Regions from separate parts of the Mus musculus genome. Here regions 2, 3 and 4 are each linked to region 1. The links are chromatin contacts, called in public HiChIP or PLAC-seq maps. All regions are on one chromosome and are shown on one strand. The core of a region is the stretch at or near the end of the contact, and the rest is flanking DNA. Distances in the headings are between cores, read along the strand shown.

Region 1 (3,266 bases), core at 508-3,007:
ACTGGGGGCGGAGAGGCAGCTGCAAATCAGTCATTGTTTTCTGAAAGGCCAGGTTATCTCCGGGATTTTTTTTCCCCCCCTCGGAGGCTCAACCAATCCCCACCTTTTCTGAGTTAACCAGTCTCCAGGCAAGCCGCGCTTCTTGATTGGCTCGGAGACACCGAGTAGAAAAAGCAGCCAATCCTTCGCAAGCCAGACCTGTGCTATGGAGACGTTACAACCACTGCATGGCAAGAGTGTGTACAAACCTGTCGGTACAGCAAGGCCACCTCCCACTCCTAAAGACATGTGCGGAAGGATTCCCTAAAGCCAGCGGGCCCTGCCTCCGATCTGGCTGGCATCGAGTTAAAAAAAAAATTCTTCCCGCTCTCTTTTTGGGGCAGGAATAAAGAAAGTGTTGTAACCAAAAGCGCGAGCGGGATAAACTGCCCCGCGGTCTGACTCCGTCTCTCGAAGCCCGGTTTTCGGAGAGCGAGAGGGAAAGTTACGGATGGGAAGGGGTGAGGGTCGCGGGCGCACCCGCCCGGAGGGAGGCCAGCCTGCCGGTGTGGAGTGAGCTTGCGAGCGAGCGTGCGTGCGTGTGGTTTGGAAGTGAGTAAATAAACAGCTCTACGGGCACTACCAGCCCGGGCAGGCGGCCCAAGTTCCCACAAGGCTCGGCCTGGGAAAACGGCGGGGCGCTCGCAGGGGCGCGAGGTCAAGTCGGGGCGGGAAGGCACCCGGAGAATCCGGGGGCGGGAGGGGTGTGTCGGGGCCTGGAGGCCCGCCAGGCGCTGGAGGAGCTGCCGGGGAAGCTGCCGCGGCGCCCGCCTTCGCTCGGCCTCGGGCCCCGCGCCAGGGCCCGCCTCCCGCGACGCCTCACTCCCCTTCCGCCCGCCCGCCCGCCCGGCCCGTGCCTGCCCGGGGTTGCCGCGTCTCTCGCTCGCCGCCCGCCTCGGGCCCTCCTCCTCTGGGACTCCGCGCTCCCGGGATCCCCTCCCGCTCTTTTCCTCCCCGAGTCCCGCCGCCCGCCTCGCCAACCTCCGCCTTTACCTGCTGCGGGAGCGGGGCGTCGAAGCCCCCGGGCCGTGTCGTCGAGTAAGCGCCGCGGGTCCGCAACCCTTTCCCGCCGCCGCCAGCCACTACGCTCTCCGGCGCGGCGCGGCGCGGCGCGGGGCTGGCGAGCAGCTGTGTCCGCGGGGCGGGGGTGGGGGAGACGCAGCGAGCGTGCGGAGCGAGGACACACTGCCGCTCTCCGTCCGACCGGGGAAGAGCAGCCGCGCAGGAGCCCGCCGCGAGAGGGCGGGTGGGCGGCCGCGTGGGGAGGGGTCTCGCGGCCGCCGCAATGGCTGCCACGTAGCCAGGTGGATCTCCGCCCCCGCCCCGGGGCCGCGACCTCTGCTGCTCCGCACACCCCCCACCCACCCACCCCGGGCTCTCCAGGATGCGTCGGCCCGCGCCCGCCACGGCGCCGGCCCGGAGACCCGAGCCCACCGGTGCTGGCGCCTCGCTGGCTCCGTTACGAGAAGTGAGTCCCGGGCCTGGCGGGAGGCGCAGCCCGGGACCCGCGGGGCCCCCCGAGGCTCTCCCGGAAGCTTGCGGCCCGCCGCTGTCCCCCGAGGGCTCCGGGGAAAGGCAGGCGCTGGGACCCCCCCTACTGCTGCCCGTGTAAGCGCCCCGGTGAGCCGCGGCCGGGTCTAACCCTCACCTCTCTCCCGAGCCCGAAAAGCAAAACAAGGTCGTTCTGGCCCTGGGCAGCGAGGGAGGAACTAGGAGCTGGGGCGGGCGGGACTGCAGCTGCGAGGTCGGCGGGGCGAGGCGATGGGCCCCGCGCTGTCCCCCACGGGGGCCCGCTCACTCGGGGCGGACGGGCGGCGGCGCCCCGCGGGAACAAAGGGCCCCGCGGCCCCAGCAACCGGGACGGAGGCTGCCGGGATCCAGCCCGCGCCGCCAACGTGCGGTCGGAACCCGCTGGCCTGAGCCCAAAAGAGCTGCGGCCTTTGCCAGTGTGGAGCTGGAGTTTTCAGGTGCCAAGAAAAAGCAACAGTGTTCCCTTTCCCTGTTAACGATCCTGGATGATTAGCCCGTCCCCTAAGCCCGCTCCATGTTTTTCCTTGTTGGACTCTGACTTCCTTGCTTAATTTGTTCTGTCCTGACATGAAACGATCAGAGTACAAAAGTGTGTGTCTCTCTCTAGCCTTCTGATTAATGATGCTACTGGTCGTTTCGGAGTTTTTAGTTTTGTTCTTTTTGTTTTTGTGTCTGTTTTCTCCTGGACTTTCCTCTCTCTTTGCAATTACTTTGTATTTTTCACTGCCCCCCCCCCCCGTAGTAAAATAACCTCTTGATATTCATCCACATCAGAGAGACAGATTATCTGTCAATTGTTATGGCAATTATTTAAACTGAATGTAGATTTGGAAAGAATACAAGTGAAAAAAATCCCTTTAGATCTGGCTTGAACATTCTCACACTCAATGAGCAAATGGTCTAGTGGGGTTTTTTCTAGAAACTGGTGTATTTAAGCAAAGAAACTAGTGTACTTAAGCAAATAAATGTTCTAATGAAATCTCCCACACAGAAAAGAATATGAATGGATGTGTTTTTTATTTTCTTTGTCTTTTTAGAGATCTCTTGAGTTTCAGTGTTTAAAAATATATACTATACAAACATCTTTATTAAGGCTTATTCTAAATATGGTAAACAAAAGAAATTTAATAGTCTACAATCCCGAGCGTAAGTAGCTACTGCTGAGAACCTAACATTAATCTGTTTCTAAGCAGCTATTAGGAGCCTAATAACTGTAATATATGCCACTTTTGAAATGAAAGAAACTTAGTAATTATAGACTTCAAACAAACCTAGCAAATTTATATTAATTTTGTTCATCTGAAATATGTTCAACGTGATAATAAAAACTTGTATTTAAGTTCTTGAATTTCTTTTGAACATCTGTTAAGGATTTATCACATCTTAAGTCCAAATAATAAAAGGGGGGAATTCTTAAACATTAGAAAATATATTTCAAGGGACAGCACCACCCAATCTGAATTACTTTTGCTTACTATGTCAAAAGAAAAGTATCAAACCCATAAAATTCTCACAGATGTAAAGAACAAAGCCATCTTTACCAGTGTGCACAATGCCAGGCTTGCTTTATGAATACTTCCAAGGACTCCTCTTTCCTTATTGGCTCACATTCTAAGCCAATAGGAAAAGTACAACACATCTTTCAAAGGAGGAGACAGCATTGGAATAAATGGATTGTTTATCACATTCATTCTCTC
Region 2 (3,266 bases), core at 206-2,705, 330 kb before region 1:
GCTGTCTTCCGGTGTAACTGAAGACAGTTATAGTGTACTCATATAAATAAAATAAATAAATTGGAAAAAAATTTAGGAGGGAGGTTAACACCTTTGTGTAGAATAGCTCATTGATTCTAAAATTAAGAAACTAAGGCCAGGACCCAATGGACTAGCCAAGCTTTGAGCTTAGGTCTTTTGATGCTGTAATCACCCTCCTAGCCCAATGTATCGTTTTAGACTCACATTGCTACAGTAGCCAGGAAAGAGGAAAAAACTGAAAGAGGATGTATCTAAATGTCAATATATGGTGAGTGTAGATGGTAGTCCTCTGGCCTATAGAAGTGTATGTGTGTGTGTGTGTGTGTGAGTGTGTGTGTGTGTGTGTGTGTGTGTGTGTGTGTGTGTGTGTGTGATTTGATTTATCATCAGTGTGCCTGTGTGCACGGGTGAGTGAGGTCCATGGGAGGTTGTTCAGTCCCCTCTCGTTTACTTTCCACCTTCTTCTTTGGAGACAGAAACTGAAGCTTGGGATCTAACTAGGCTGTCAGTCGGCAAGTCCCAGTGGTCCCCCTGTCTCTGGCCCACACAGTACTGGGGTTAACCAGCACAACCCTGGTCTTCATGCTTGTCCATCAAACACTCACAACTACTGAGCCATCTTCCTAGCCTCCTGACTTGTTGTTGATATATACACACACATGCATATACATATATACATACACACATATATAATATAATGTGTGTATATGCTTATGTACACATGTGCACACATGTGTGAGTCACGGTGTGCATTTAGAGTTAACATGTGGTGGTTTTTATCTTCTATTTTGAGACAGGATTTGTTTGCTGACCCTCAAGCTTCTGGGAACTCTTTTGTCCTGCCCCATATGACTGTAGGAGTTCTGGGGTTCTAGAGAGTGTTTCTGTGTCCAGCTTTACCCAGGTTATCAGGATTTGAACTCAGGTTCTAACTTTTGTGTGTGTGGCAAACCCTTCATCCACTGAACTATCTCCCCAGCCTGTATTATATTTTTGGTGGGGTGGGAGAAAAGGAAGGAAATTATGTAAGAGAAACTGGGTGGCCTGCAAATCCCTAAAATAGTTACCATTTGCCTCTTAGCAGAGAAAGCATTTGCTATGACTTGGACTACATTGTTACCCTTATTTGCTATTGTGGTTGTTCAAATTTTGACACAATGTTTCATTATGTAGAGCTTGAAACTCATTATGTAGCCCTGGTTAGCCTCAAACTTGTCACATTACCACACTAAACTAATACTGACCACTTTCCAGGACAGGTCTATATTGGGGGTGTGGGGGGGGGGCACAAGGACAACGAGGCTAGCACACAGTTAAAGCTCTGTGTTCTCTGTGCGTTAGACAATACTGACAGCAGACAAAGGCAAGCAGCCTGGCTGGTGAGAACAGGACCACGGGGACCTGCCACCTCTGTATGTGAAGACTGGGAAGCAGGCTGGGTCTGCAAAGTGAGGCCAGAGGCTGTCCTTGTGCTCTTGGCTTGAGAATTTGATGAGTCACAGTTTCTGGCAGCCCCAAGAATCGAATCTGAAGGCACATTGAAGGTGAAAGATGAGAAATAGCCCGTGGTTGTAGCAAGCCACCGTCTGTCCCAAGCCTTTCGACACTGGAAGGTCTGGATTGAGCGAACAGATAGGGGCCTCTCTGAGGAGGCAAGGCACAGGGCCGTCCTGAGCTAGGGTCTGCACTCAGGGAGCAGCACTGCCAGTCTGGCCCAGACGGCTTCTCTTAATGACTTGGACTTTTCTTCTCTCTGGTGCCTTGAGTCCCCTCTGGTACCAGTAAGCCAGATGTCCAGAGCCCTTGGCTGTCCCCAAACTGCTTTGTCCCTAAACCTGCTCTCTCCTGTGGTACCAAGTGTCCCCATTTAAAACGTTCTTCTTCATTAAGACTCCAGTTTGGGCCTCTGCTCACCATCACCTTTTTTTCTCTCATCTTTGCCGCATCCACTAAAGTTCTGTGTACACAACTACTGTTAGCGTAATCTGACCTGCCGTACCTCTGATAAAACTCCACAGTCAGGATAAGCCAAAGAGGGGGGTGGGGGGAGAGGGAGAGAGAGAGGGGGAGAGAGGGAGAGAGAGAGAGAAGAAACAGAAAAAGACAGGAAGGGAGAGAGGGAAGAAAACACAGGCAGGAGGATAGAAGGAGGAAGGAAAGACAGGTGCAATGGAAGGGCCAGACAGTGCTCAGTACTTAAGAGCCTGTTGCTCTTGTAGAGGACCCGGGTTCGGGTCCCAGCACCCACATGGTAGGTAGCTCACAACCACTTCAGTTCTAGAAGATCTGACATCTTTTTCTGACCTCGTTAGGTACCATACCTACATGTAGGCAAAATGCTCCTATGCATAAAACAAGCCTGAGAGAAAGAAAAAGAGAAAGAAAAGGAAAAAGAAAAAGAAAAAGAAAAAAAAAAGAAAGTTGACTTGCCTTTGCTAAAGGAAATCTTTCCCAAGTGAAAGAGGGGGTGTCTTTCCCTGGTTGCTGTTTTCTGTATTATAGTGATTGGTAATGGGAGGTAGCCCTCTCTTCTTGGCTGTTGGTCAATCTATTTTTTTTGGATTTTGCTGATCATGTAACAGTAGCGTGTATATCTTTCTCCTCTTACTGGATCATTAAAAAACAAAACAAACAAACAAAAAACCAAACCTTCCCCTAATTTGTTTGCTATGGAGTCCAAGATTATTAAGTATACCCAGGGGACGGGGCCATGCTGATGTGGAAACAGGACTTTGGTTTATAACAATGCTCCTGCTTGCTTTGGTTTGCCTGTACCAATTTGGAAAAATTCCCAACTCACCCCCACGGCTGATACTAGGCTCAGCTTAGGCTCGTAGTGGTTCCCCATCAAGGAAGCCGCAGCATCTTACAGCTTTCCTACATGGGACTCCCCAGCTTAGAGCAAGACATCACACAGAGGGAAGCAGTGGTTAGAAAGTCTGCTCGGAGTGTGAGTGTTTGTGGAAGCTTTGGGTAGCTAGTTACACACACAGACACAGACACAGACACACACACACACACACACACACACTTACACTTGGGTTTTACTGCTGCTCATAGCAGAAAGCACAGCTGTGAGACAGCAGGTGAGTGATAGAGGTTGATTCACTGAAATTTAAGACACCAACTATTTGGGGGAACCTGCATCATCCAACAGACCGGAGAAGCCTAATCGCTACAAGCTGAGATTTGGACATCTGACTGAGTAGTAGGCTCCAAGTCTTCCTTCACCAGTCGGCAGCTTC
Region 3 (3,266 bases), core at 305-2,804, 310 kb after region 1:
TGTGCTCTCTCCTCTCCCTCCCTTCTCTCTCTGTATGTGCTTGTGTGTGTGTGTGCTTGTGTGTGTGTGTTTATGCAGGTCCTCTCAATTCTGCTATTTTAGCATATATGAAATCCCAGATTTGACCTCCAGCACTAAATATACCAATATACATATGTATATATACATATCTATATATACAGACCTGCACACCTATAATCCCAGCACTGAGGAGGCAAAGGCTGAAAGGGTCAGAAGTGCCAGGTCAGTTCCTTGCTACTCAGTAAGTTAGAGGCCAGCCAGGCATACATGAGATCTTGTCTCCAAAAAAAATCATTTCCTCAGTTATTCATAGAACCAACTTCTGGAGAGGTCTAAAACAATGTAAACATAAGCTAAAAGGATAAATGGTAGAGAAGTATTTATGTTCCTCTCTGCAGACTTTATTTAAGCTTTGACATCAGTCAGTGAATATAGTTTGGATTTTTAAGTTCTAAGTTTTGATTCTCTTGCATGTTTGTTAAAGGCACCAATAGTTTTTCTCTTTGATAATTCTCTGCCACTTTATATTATTTGTTTTTATTGAAACTTAACTTTTGGCCTACATCTCTCTCTGTCTCTCTCTCTCTCTCTCCCCCTCTCTCCCTCCCTCCCCCTCCCTCTCTCTCTCCCTCTCCCTCTCTCTCTGTTTCAAGACAGGGTTTCTCTGTGTGGCCCTGGCTGTCCTAGAACTCACTCTGTAGGCCAGGCTGTCCTAAAACTCAGAAATCTGCCTGCCTCTGCCTCCCAAGTGCTGGGATTAAAGGCGTGCGCCACCACTGCCCAGCTATTTATTTGTTCAATTACTTATTTATCTTGAGACTGTGTCTCTATAGTCTTGGCTATACTGGAGTCTATTACATAAACATAAACCAGGATGGCCTTTAACTCATAGAGATCTGCCCTCTGCTCCTGCCTCTTGGGCGATAGCATTAAGTTCTGTATCAATATATACAGCTGTATTTATTATGTTGTGATGTGTGTTTGTGTGTGCAGAAGCACCTTTGTGCTGGTGCACATGCCATGTATACACACATGAATATGGATGTCAGGCGTCTACCTCAGATGTCCTTTTTCATAAGCCTTCCACCTTTTTTTTTTTTTTTTTAAAAAAAACAGGGTCTCTAAGTGGGATTTTGGGGCTCTCTGAGTCGGCTCAGCTGCTTGGTCAGCTAGTGATCCCCAGGGAGTGATTCCCCGTCTTCCTTTCCCCAGCACTGGGGTTACAAGTGTGCCCCATGCCCTCCTTCTTCACATGGGTTTTGATTGTTTGCATGACAAGCACTGATTGCTGGAGCTCCCTACCCAGCACAACCCTTGACATAATCTCCTATCTTTTCTGTTTCTAGACAAAGCCTTTGCTTATCTACTCAGAACCTGTAACTGCTCAGGCTTGCAGTTTTCCAACTCTCTAGCTATTATTTCCCCCAGTTCTAACTTTCCAATTACTTTGTCTTCAACCACTCTGTTTTCTTTATCCCCCGGCCTCATGAGCTCATTCGCTGGAGCTGTTCCTTCCCTACACTCCCTTGATGACGTTCTCAAGTCTCATGACTCATGATGTGTGTGCTGGTGACTGTCTTGTGGACATGTCCACTGTGGTGTTTCATAGGCAATCTCAAATCTTCAGAATTGGGCTTCTGGTAGCTCTGTCACGGCTGCTTTTCCTCCTTTGTCTGTTCTGTAAACGACCCTTGGCTCTCAGGCCTGTCCTTTATATCTACCTTCAGGATGTAACCAACACTCTACTTGATAGCACCTCGTTCTGCCTCCTCTCTGTTTACCACCTCATATCTAGGCCATTATAGTAGGGTCTGTTTGTTTGTCTTTCTGTCTATTTGTTTGTTTGCGACAGGGCCTTACCTATTTGTACCCTTGGCTGGTCTAGAACTCACTGTGTACAACAGGCTGACCTTAGATTCACAAAGAATCAGCCTCCCAAGTGGTGGGATTGAAGGCGAGTGCCACCATGCCCAGCCTTGCCTGTTCCTAACTCCCTCCCAGTTTAGCTCCCTGCTGCTGTTATTCATAACACAATTGGCTTGAACAAGTAAGAGTTTGCTTTTGGCTTCTTTTCACCTAAAACTTTTCAGGGGCTTTCTGTTTGAAGCACACTTGAAGGTCCTTGTTCTGACCTGTGAGTCCTATGCTCTGGCTGTGACTGGCTGCTTCTGCGACTAAGTCTCTCTGGTCTCCACGTCTTGCCTGGCTTCTGAACCTCACTCCAGTTGCAGGAGTCAGCAGTAAACACATCCCATTGGCTCCTGACTAAGATTGCTTCCAGCTGCCTCTCACTCTGCGTTTGCTATATAAAAAAACAATTTGGTTGTATGAGGGGGTGGGGGTGGGGAGCCAAGCTCAGATCTTCAGGCTTGGAGGCGGTGCTTTTAGCTGCAAAGCCTTGTCCTGCTGGCTTCACTCTATCTACATTTTGTGGACACTTTTCCCTTCTCAGTGGTACCACCCTCTGCTGTCCCGTGTCCAGCCATTATGTATGTAGAGACTGTCTTACTTGGACATCTATGTCAGTCTTGGTTCTCAGCTCGGTGAAGGCAGGGGCACTTGGAGGCAGACCCTTCTCCCTTCCAGATCCCCAGCATCACGGCAGTGATCTCCCTCCCTCCCTATTTCCCAGTCTAGATCTAAACCCTGCCGCTTTGGCACCTTCCTCTAGCCCCTGCATTTTATAGTTACCAGTGGACATGGCTATTTCATTACAAAAGGTGGCCATCTGAAGAACAAGTCTAGGTTTTTCATACAACCACTTTTAAAGGCAGTTCAGAGGTTTGTCTGAACATGAAGAACGTTTTAGGGCTTTGTAGAATATTTTTCAAAAACTGTTGTTTCTTTTGGTGCTACAGATCAAACCCAAGTCCTCAATGCACACTAGGCCAGTGCTCCACCACCGAACTGCACGTTAGCCTGTCTCTGTGGTCTCACTGTGTGCCTAGTGGTCTCAGTGTGTGCCTAGGCTGGCCTCAAACTCACTACCTAGCTCAGGATGGCCTTGTCCTGCCTGGCCCACTGTTCCTGACCCCCTCAAATTTATGTGTTTAATGCCTCAGCAGCATTCTTTCCATCTCTGCCTGCTGCTGCTGTCTGTTGCTGCCTGCTGCTGCTGCTGCAGCACTAATTGTGTCCTCTTCGCCTGCTGTTTTGTTTTCCCTCTGGCCTCTTTGGGTCTCATATACCAAATTTACTTCCTAGAATGGCACCATAATTATTTTCTAAAATTCAGCAAACCAGGA
Region 4 (3,266 bases), core at 557-3,056, 300 kb before region 1:
ACTAGGCTTGGCACATATCTTAATTTGTATAACTAGTAACTTCTGCATACGCTTTCCCAGGCAAGTCTGAGGACCTGGTGGCACTCTGGTCCTCATGCCTGCTCTCCTCCTCTGCTTTTTTTCCTCCTGACCCTTTCCACAGCCCATTTTCCCTACGAGATTCTAAGGTTCATAAGGGAGAAACTTTGGTGTTTTGGGGGACACTATTATAGCCCTCTCACCTAGAACCATTCCTGCCAGTTAGAATAAATGAACTCTGTGAATGGTAGTTGTTATTAATTACTATTTTACTCTTCAAAGAAATGAGTATCTTTGTTTTTTTCCCTTTTAAAATCAGTCTTAAGTTTGGTGACTTTTCAGTTGAGACTTTGCAGGCTTTGTTTTGGTCTATTTTGAGATAAGTCTCGTGTAGCCCAGGCTGGCTTTGAACTCCTGATCCTCCTGTCTTCACCTTCCAAGTACTTAGATACCAGGTGTATGCTACTGTGTTCATTAAATGTTGTCAGTTTGACAAAAGTAGTGTTACCTGGAAATTCCTCAATGTAGGAATTACCTCCATCAGATTGGCCTGAGAACATGTCTGTAAAAGGCTTTTTTTTTTTTCTTGATTAACTCTTGTAAGATATGCTTTTCTTGCTGTGAAGAGACATCCGTGACCATGGCAACTTATAAAAGAAAGCATTGAATTGGGGGCTTGCTTACAGTTTCAGAGGGTTATCAGTTCATGATCATCATGGCAAGGGAGTGTGGCAGCACGCAGGCCAGCAAGTATGGTGCTGGAGAAGGAGCTGAGAGCTCACACCTGACCCACAAGCACAAGGCAGAGAAGGACACTGACTGGGCTTTTGAAACCTCATAATCCACCTGAAGTGACCACTACCTGCCAAGGCCACACCTAAACTTTCCTAAACAGTTCCACTGTGGACTGAGCATTCTTATATGAAATGGCCTATGGGGCCCCTTCTCATATAAACCACCACAATAATGTGGAAGGCCCAGCCCACGGTGCTGTGTCCTTGTTGGCCTGGTGGTCCTGAATTGTATAAGAAAGCAGGCCAAGAAAGCCGGCCATGGAAAGCATCCCTCCATGGTCTGCCTCAGTTTCTGCTTCCAGCTTCTTCTTGAGTTCTTGCCCTGACATGGCTCCATAATGGACTGTGACGTGGATGTGTAAGCCAAATAAGCCCTTTCCTCCCTAAGTTAATTTTGGTGTTTATCACAGCAACAAAAAGCAAGCTAGGACAGCTAGTCTGCCGGGTCAGAGTTTCAATTTTTACATAAATCCACCCAGTGTGATGTGATGGTTTAGAGGACCACCTTTGAGGTCAAAGCTCCCCCCATGGTCTTGTCTGTTTGGTGTGCTGAAGATCTAAACCAGTGTTTTGATCAAGGTATGCAAACACTATGCCACTGAACTAACTCCTGGCTCCATTTTTAAATTTTAAGATGAAATATCTCCAACTTTATTTATACTTTGCTCCGATATATACTGTATTTTATGCTGAGTGCTATGTTGGGGTATTTGACAGTCTAACTGGAGGAAAGAGGTCTGTGGGAACTTCTGTATATCCCGTGTCCTTTCCAGTGGGGTGTAATTAGGTTCATGGCCAGCTGTTGCTAACACTATTAACCCGGCTATGTGGCTTCCGAGCCAGTGTTTGGTGCAGGCTAATACTTCAATGCTGTGTGCGCATGCACACATGCATAGGAACAGTTTCTTTCTCTCATATCTTAGTCATGCACTGATGCAAACGGTAGTTACAGCAAAGCTTTTGGAATTCAGAATAGTACCGAATGAGTAGCTGAGGTGGCTCAGAGGATAAGAGCACTTGCCACAAGCCTGATGACATGACTCAGATCCCTGGAGACCTCATGGTGGAAGGAGAGAACTGACTAATGCAAGTTGTCCTCTGATCTCCACTCATTTATGCCTGCCCTCCCTCCCTCACCCCCCTGCAAATAATTAAATATTATCAAATGTATTTCTAGAAGCAATATATTACTATTATATATAAAAGCAAATACATATTGGCATGGTCTTTACATTGTGGTTCTATTTTAACTTATAGATGAGTTAAAGTTTATAAATAATACTACCTTAGTAAGGTTTCATTTGGCCTGATCAGATTTTCCCTGTATTTAGAATATCTATGGGCGCTGGAGAGATGGCTCAGCAGTTAGAGCACCGACTGCTCTTCCAGAGGTCCTAAGTTCAATTCCCAGCAACCACATGGTGGCTCACAACCATCTGTAGATGACCTGATGCTCTCTTCTGGAGTGTCTGAAGACAGCAATGGTGTGCTCATACACATTAAATAAATAAAATAGTCTATGAACCCAGCTCAGTAGTAGAGTGCTTGTCTGGCATGAAAAAGGCCCCATGATCATGACAGTTCACACTGGCAACTGGACAGTGTGGTTCACACCCAAATCCCAGCACCCATATCCCAGAGAGAGGATCAGGAGTTCAAGGTCGTCTTCAGGTACAAAGCCTGAAGCTAGCTTTGGCGATATATATATATATATATATATATATATATATTAGACCCAGGCTCAGGAAAACCACAAAGTGTAAAATCCTTGCCACCCAAGCCCACTGACCCAAGTTCAACCCTCCAGGACCCACACAAATACCATCAGAGAATAGACTCAACAAATATGTCCTCTCATCTCTGTCCCAACCTGGCTCAAACCCTTCCTCAATTATCATACACATATACCCCATAATAAAAATTTAAACACCCGAAGTAAGTAAAAATAGCTGATATGATTGATTTCATAATGTCTATGTCTTCTTTCTCCGGACTGGTCTGCGGTTTCTTTCTTTCTTTCTTTCTTTCTTTCTTTCTTTCTTTCTTTCTTTCTTTCTTCCTTCCTTCCTTCCTTCCTTCCTTCCTTCCTTCCTTCCTTCCTTTCTTTCTTTTTATTTATTTATTATATGTAAGTACACTGTAGCTGTCTTCAGACACTCCAGAAGAGGGAGTCAGATCTTGTTACAGATGGTTGTGAGCCACCATGTGGTTGCTGGGATTTGAACTCCGGACCTTCGGAAGAGTTGTTGGGATTTGAACTCCGGACCTTCGGAAGAGCAGTCGGGTGCTCTTACCCACTGAGCCATCTCACCAGCCCTTGTTTCTTTCTTTTATACAACCACATCTACCTTAGGCCTTCCATACTTCCCTGGTACCTTCTGCCTCTCTTTAGAGCAGCCACCTGGGACTCTGAAACAAAGGAGCTTTGTGAAGACTGAGGACCGGTTCTTCAGA

The links. HiChIP or PLAC-seq counts read pairs in DNA pulled down with a chosen protein or histone mark.
Region 2: a FOXA1 HiChIP or PLAC-seq map of pancreatic cancer cells shows a contact between it and region 1. The contact joins the enhancer-like site here to the promoter of N4bp2 in region 1. A contact is called at or near these places in 3 of 39 promoter capture datasets (the 3T3-L1 cell line and the C10 cell line), 4 of 484 Hi-C or Micro-C datasets (B cells, the Ba/F3 cell line, myeloid progenitors and 1 more), 7 of 115 datasets of contacts at active chromatin or transcription factors (T-cell acute lymphoblastic leukemia, acute myeloid leukemia, bone marrow-derived macrophages and 4 more) and 2 of 9 other capture datasets (adipose tissue and liver).
Region 3: a contact with region 1 is called in an H3K27ac HiChIP or PLAC-seq map of extraembryonic endoderm stem cells. The contact joins the enhancer-like site here to the promoter of N4bp2 in region 1. A contact is called at or near these places in 7 of 39 promoter capture datasets (cranial neural crest, embryonic stem cells, liver and 2 more), 2 of 115 datasets of contacts at active chromatin or transcription factors (extraembryonic endoderm stem cells and pancreatic cancer cells) and 2 of 9 other capture datasets (adipose tissue and pancreatic islet).
Region 4: a contact with region 1 is called in an HNF4G HiChIP or PLAC-seq map of pancreatic cancer cells. The contact joins the enhancer-like site here to the promoter of N4bp2 in region 1. A contact is called at or near these places in 3 of 39 promoter capture datasets (the C10 cell line, pre-B cells and stem cell-derived epiblast-like cells), 1 of 15 datasets of contacts at CTCF or cohesin (the NIH/3T3 cell line), 1 of 484 Hi-C or Micro-C datasets (nephron progenitors), 4 of 115 datasets of contacts at active chromatin or transcription factors (T-cell acute lymphoblastic leukemia, large pre-B cells, microglia and 1 more) and 2 of 9 other capture datasets (liver and pancreatic islet).

Annotation. Positions count from the first base shown.
Region 1 is chr5:65,762,012-65,765,277 of GRCm38.p6, reverse strand. N4bp2 (NEDD4 binding protein 2) reads right to left here and starts at 1,757. Exons shown (of 20, transcript NM_001024917.1): 1 at 1,688-1,757.
Region 2 is chr5:66,088,525-66,091,790 of GRCm38.p6, reverse strand. All of the region lies in intron 3 of Rbm47 (RNA binding motif protein 47), which reads left to right. Among named protein-coding and RNA genes, the nearest start is that of Gm26725, 61 kb to the left of the region's middle. Within about 2 kb of position 1,455, at least 107 of the 459 cell types and tissues checked have an H3K27ac peak or open chromatin away from gene starts, as enhancers often do. A contact at or near this core is called in the Ba/F3 cell line, acute myeloid leukemia, adipose tissue and 4 more, where this site is marked.
Region 3 is chr5:65,456,354-65,459,619 of GRCm38.p6, reverse strand. The region is part of intron 3 of Smim14 (small integral membrane protein 14); the gene reads left to right. Among named protein-coding and RNA genes, the nearest start is that of Ugdh, 22 kb to the right of the region's middle. Within about 2 kb of position 1,554, at least 115 of the 459 cell types and tissues checked have an H3K27ac peak or open chromatin away from gene starts, as enhancers often do. A contact at or near this core is called in adipose tissue, extraembryonic endoderm stem cells and pancreatic cancer cells, where this site is marked.
Region 4 is chr5:66,057,576-66,060,841 of GRCm38.p6, reverse strand. All of the region lies in intron 3 of Rbm47 (RNA binding motif protein 47), which reads left to right. Among named protein-coding and RNA genes, the nearest start is that of Gm40310, 49 kb to the right of the region's middle. Within about 2 kb of position 1,806, at least 31 of the 459 cell types and tissues checked have an H3K27ac peak or open chromatin away from gene starts, as enhancers often do. A contact at or near this core is called in pancreatic cancer cells, where this site is marked.